Linked DNA regions of Sus scrofa: region 1 is linked to region 2. The links are chromatin contacts, called in public HiChIP or PLAC-seq maps. All regions are on one chromosome and are shown on one strand. Each heading gives the region's core, a stretch centred on a gene start, on an enhancer-like site or on the middle of the called end of the contact. The rest is flanking DNA. Distances are from core to core; before and after follow the strand shown.

Region 1 (2,700 bases), core at 116-2,615, 210 kb after region 2:
TCTGGTGAAGGGGCAGAATTCTGCACAGGTGTTGCAGCCAGAAAACTCAAATTCTGAAAGCCAATACTCTTTTGCTTTTTGCAAAGTACATACGTACCTCAGAGATCCTGCTAGTTTTATTCCAAATCATTGAAATATAGTAAGGCTAGCACTAAAGGAAGTCACAGACATTTTTTGTTTGTTTCCCATTGTGATTAAATTTATTTACTCTATATTGTGGCTTAAGTGTCCAGTTCCATTACATCTAAAACTCAATGTATGATCATTAATTAAAATTTTTTTCTGCTAAATTATGCTAATAATTGTATGCACCAAGTTGTAGTAGTAATATCAAAGCTAATTGACCACTGATAATCACAAAAAAAAATAGAAACATTGAAATTGGTTGAGTATTCACCTGATGCAAGTCGAACCCCATTATTTCTTCAGCACACATTAGTGAAGAATTGCTATTCACAATCGCAATCATGGGTGAGACACGAGTGGCTCCATAGCAGGAGGAGGACACTTTTACAGAGAGGAAAAACAAGTTGGGAAACAGTCCATAGGTTTTCATTCATGGTTGCCTATTCGCTAGGAAAGAGGACTCCCTTCTTCCCACTTGGCTTTTGGTGTGGTCTCAAGATGTGAGGGCTTTCCTTTGCAGTCTGTAATTCCACTTAATTGAGGTTTCTGTTTATTATTACTTTTTTTTAAATCACAGAAGGCAAGATGAGAGCAAATTATGTTGGAAAACAGTGCCAATAATTTGTCGGGTGCAAGAATGCCACAAACCTTCAATTTGTAAAAAGATGAAATATCTGTGAAGCACAATAAAACAAGGTATACCTGCACTGCCCTGGTAATTTAAGAACAATAAGAGATAAGGCCACTAAAAAGACATACGAAGAAGAGCAAAACAGGACGTACAACTATTCTCACCTGATCCTGAATTTTGCCTTTTTAAACAGTAGAATGCTTTATAAAAGCTCTCGGGCATAGAGTAGTAAATCGCCTATAGAAAACTACAAGTCCCATCAAACTGCAAAGCACAACCACCATCATACTCTCCTGTTCTCAGAATGCTACCCTCTGCCTTCAACCCAAACCTGGCCGGTAAACTATCATTGAACAGTTTGTGACAGGGTGGTTCATTATCCACTCCTGCGCAAACTCACGGGGAGGAGCCTAGGTAGGGGTGGGAGGGCGGGGATATTTTTCTTTGCCTTTTGGTCCGGAAGCCTGTACCAACCTCCGATGCTCCCCACCCCCATCTCTCTTGACCTCTCTGCGCAGATCCCGTCACGTGGAGAGCGCTACTTCAGCGATTGGCTCTGGGACTTGTTAGCTTCCAAGCTTCCGTCTTGCGGGTCATACTGGCGGATTTGAATGCTTTCGTCACATTTTGGCGACGCGAGTAGCCAGCGCGGGGTGGAAGTAGCTTAGCCGGCGCTCAGCAAATGGTTGAGGCCGGGCTGGAAGGACGCTTACGCAACCCAAAGCAAATCAGAGTTGACACTAGGCTCTGGTGGCGGTGGCGGCGGCGGAGCGTGAGGGAAAGTATAACCTGTACAGGTTTGCCTGTTCACTCTTCGGTTACTTTAATCGAGGGACAGACATTCGGCGTTTTCTCCGGGGGCTGAGGGGGGTGACGACAGTGGGGGAGGTATAGTTTATGTGGGAGGAGGAGGTCCGTATTCGAATAAAGTGATGGAGGGGAAGTGGGGTTTGGGTTGCGTGGCTTGGGGGAATAGACGGCGTAGGAAGGGTAATCATGTCTATGATCCAGTGGGTGGGATGCCTTAGTGCCCTAGGCATGACAACCACGTGCACGGGGCGCCTAGGGGTTCGCGGGAGCCTGAAGTCTTCTCTACCAGCCTCCGAGGTCCCAGTGCTCGCTGCGTGGGGCGCCACCCTCGGTAGACTGGGGACGAAGACTCGTCCTCTTCGGTTTTGGTGAGTGTACATACAGGTTGCTCTGCTGTGTGAGTTAGGGCTGAGCAGGCAGGACTCTTGCGTAGTTAGATAATGGCTTGCGGACTAAGGCTGAGATGCACCTCCCTTTCCCATACCTTCCTTTGCTGCTCGCCCCCGGGCTCTTAGTGGGTAGCAGTGGCGGACCTCTAGGAGCTGCCTGGTTCTGGAGCTTCCACTCAGCATCACCAACCACAGCAAAGCTCGGCAATCGGGATGCGGAGTTGATGCCTAGGCATCAACTTGTCTATTTCTTTTTTGTTTTTTAAACCATCTTCCTTCCTCTTTTCTTTGACTTTGGTTTTTGCTTGAGCTCCTCCCAAACGCTGCCTTTACTTGTCTTGCTTAAAGTGCTTTTCCTTGTCTAACTGGTTGCAGAGAATCGAGATCTCCTTCAGAATGCAAAAATCCCACTTGTTCTGGGCCGAGTTTGTAGAATTACAAAGTTTACACAACGACCTGGATCCATACAGGTATATGGTTTTGGGAGCCCTGAAGTTGAAATTGCAGGCAGAGGGCCTGGCATAGTAGAAACCCTTTTTCTTTCTATGTTCTTTTGAACATATTGAAGGGTTCACTTCTGTATGAAGCTATAAAATATTTTTTTTAACCTGTAAGGTAAGCTTCAAAAGGTCCAGTTTACGTATGAGCAAAGTCTCAAGAATGAACTTTTTTTGACCTGTTTGTGACGTCAGATATTGTGACTTTTCTGTATGAAGGTGTTAATGCTTCACAGCTTTCTTTTTC
Region 2 (2,850 bases), core at 245-2,744:
ACATAATTGAATCAATTTGCTGTACATCTGAAACTAACACAACATTGTAAATCACCTACATTCCAATAAAATTAAATATATATATATATAATAAATATGAAACAACAAAATAAGTGGGTTATATTCATATCAGTTTCCTGTCTGAAATATTATACTATAGTTTTGCAAAAATTTTAGAGATTCTTATATCTTGTTCCTAGAAAAATCACTAAATGGTGACATCTTCTCCTTGTGACTAGCAGAAAGCTTCAGGACCCTAGCAGCATGATTGCTTGGTTGCAGTCACTTCCCCCTCCATCAAAATCATGTATGAACTGACCTTCCCCCACTTCCTCTTTGGAGTGGTATTTCAGAGCTACATGAAATGCTTCCTCCTGTTCTATAGTCCTAATTTTTCCCTAAATAAAAACTTAGCTTATAACTTTCACAGTGTGCATTTGTTCCAGTCATCTCTTAGCATAATATTTTTGAGGTTTATTCATGTATCTGCACATTCCTTTTTAGACCTATATATTCTATTGTGAGCACATTTAAAAACATTCCATCCATCTTTTGTTGGGCTAGTGGGTTGATTCTCCTTTTAATTTACTGTGAATAGTGCTTCTTTGCAGAACAATGCTGACTCACATGCTTTGAAAAACTTGAGGTTTCTGGAGAAGACAGGTTGGGGGTGGAGGGATGGGCTGGGGGTTTGGGATGGACATGCTATAAAATTGGGTTGTGATGATCATTATACAACTATAAATGTAATAAAATTCATTGCGAAAAAAGAAAGGTTTGTAAAGAAAATTGACCATAATAATGCTATCCAGTGAAAGAGTAACACAAAAAAAAAAGCGGCAGGTTTTTGTGATCTCAGGAACCCCTTAAAACTAGGCTTTTCAGAGGTTTATAATGAGAGTTTGCAGTTATATTTCCTTACCAATATAGGATTAATTTGAGAAATGGGAGAAGATATTTTATTTGTTCTTTAGCATTCAGTACCCTTGTATACTTGGTCAGTGTATTTTTTTCAAGAAGTCTGTGTGCTTTAAGAGAAAGCAACCAGTTTTTATTTCTTTGTAAACATATCAGTCTTAAGAACTTTTGTCATGTTTCCTTCAGTTGATAGGGTGGATAGTTTAAAGTGCTGCAACGAAGGGGTAAAGACATTATCTCAGTTTGTGTTTGAAATCGTTTTTTAGTTGAGCGTCTTCCTTAATAGCTTTTAGGATTCGCATATTTGGTAAAAATTTTATGAAAACATTTAGAAGTTCTTTTCTGGCTTTGAGTTTTTTTTTTTTTTTTTTTTTTTGGTCATGAAGGAAAAAAATTCCTTTTGCAAAAATCCAGTAGTTAAAAATGTGCGCAGAAGACGTGTCGTGACTGAGCAATGTTCATGAAGATAATTTATACTGTTTGAGCACTGTAAAATCGTTTACGGGTTAACTACCTATTAAGCTAATGTCAGACACGTAACTGATAATGTACTAAGGTTCCAGAAACATGTTTTAGTTCTCGCATTCCAGTCCTCAGGGTTTCCAGAGTTAAGGAGAAGGCGGAGCATAGCGTTGGATTTTTGGAAGAAATCCTTCCCAAAGAAAACCTGCTTGCAGACATTGTCAGCTAATGCGCGGGCGTAACATGCGCAGCAGAGACAATTTTAAAAGATCCGGCAGCTTTCCTGGTAATTGGCTGTTTCCTTTAAAATTTTTGAATTTTTTAATATCACACCAAGAGGCTAGCGCATGTTGACTTTATGGTAGTGAAATGACTCCTCCAATCTAAACTTTTTCTTGGCATTCAGAACATCTTTAAGATTTGGAGATAACCGCAACGCCTGAAGAATTCGTGCGCGGAGTAAGACAGTACGTAGAGGAACCGGAAAAGCTCGAGGCCAAGATGGTGGTTGTAAAACGCAGCGTTGACGATTGGTAAGGGGCTACTTAGGTTAAAATAACTCTGGAGTTTGGAAGAAAATAACGTGTCTTTGGGAGATAGCTTTTACCTAGGAAGGACCTATGCAACATTGGAAAAATACCAAACCGTATTTTACAGATTAGCTTTCGGAACGAACATGGAACCTGGCGCGTACAACTTCCTCCCCCCTCCGGAGTGCCCGGTGTTCGAGCCTACCTGGACAGAGTTCAGTGACCCGCTTGGCTACATCGCTAAAATCAGGCCCATCGCTGAGAAGTCGGGTATTTGCAAGATCCGCCCACCCGCGGTAAGCCTGTGATGCAAAATTTAGAGTGAAAGTTCTTTTTATATTGAGCGCAGGGTCAGTTTGCTGTGTTAACAAGCCCTTACTTTAAAATTAAGTGAATCCTCTACGTAGCTGCTAATTTTTTATGTTGTAAATGTCTTACCAAAACATGTAGTCTGAAAACTTACTGTTGGCAGACCCCATGAACTAATAAATATGTATTTTAATAGCAAAAAGAGCCGATTAAATTTTGGTTCTGGGCTTTGCGAAAATTAGGACTTTTTGTACTATTTGTCTTTTATACTTGCCTTGAAGGACGTTTTAATGTATTTAGAAGTATTTCAGATGTAACTGAAGGTCTTAAGAAGTTACGTGAATTCATGCTACCGGGCCTTCGTGGTTTTCATTTTCTGGTGCATCTTGTGCCATGTCTGTAAAAATGATACTTTAAAATACTAGCCAGTGTGACTCCCTACCACCAGTTAAAGTGCTCTTATTTCGTTTGGAGGCCTTCCCTCTTGCTATGGTATACAGAAAACTGCACATTTGTAATGCTGTTTTGTTTGCCTGAATTCTGTATGCAAACTGAAATAGCTTATTAACAGTGTATACTAAACAACTAACACAATGTCGAGGTTATATGTCCACTTACTGTGCAACATGCT

The links. HiChIP or PLAC-seq counts read pairs in DNA pulled down with a chosen protein or histone mark.
Region 1: an H3K27ac HiChIP or PLAC-seq map of alveolar macrophages shows a contact between it and region 2. The contact joins the promoter of LOC110257894 here to the promoter of LOC110257883 in region 2. A contact is called at or near these places in 1 of 47 Hi-C or Micro-C datasets (embryonic fibroblasts) and 1 of 2 datasets of contacts at active chromatin or transcription factors (alveolar macrophages).

The regions. Positions count from the first base shown.
Region 1 is chrY:39,789,196-39,791,895 of Sscrofa11.1, forward strand. It overlaps LOC110257894 (gamma-taxilin-like), which reads left to right and starts at 1,366. Exons shown (of 10, transcript XM_021080891.1): 1 at 1,366-1,554.
Region 2 is chrY:39,580,759-39,583,608 of Sscrofa11.1, forward strand. LOC110257883 (lysine-specific demethylase 5D-like) reads left to right here and starts at 1,495. Exons shown (of 30, transcript XM_021080883.1): 1 at 1,495-1,913; 2 at 2,038-2,206. The coding sequence starts at 2,057.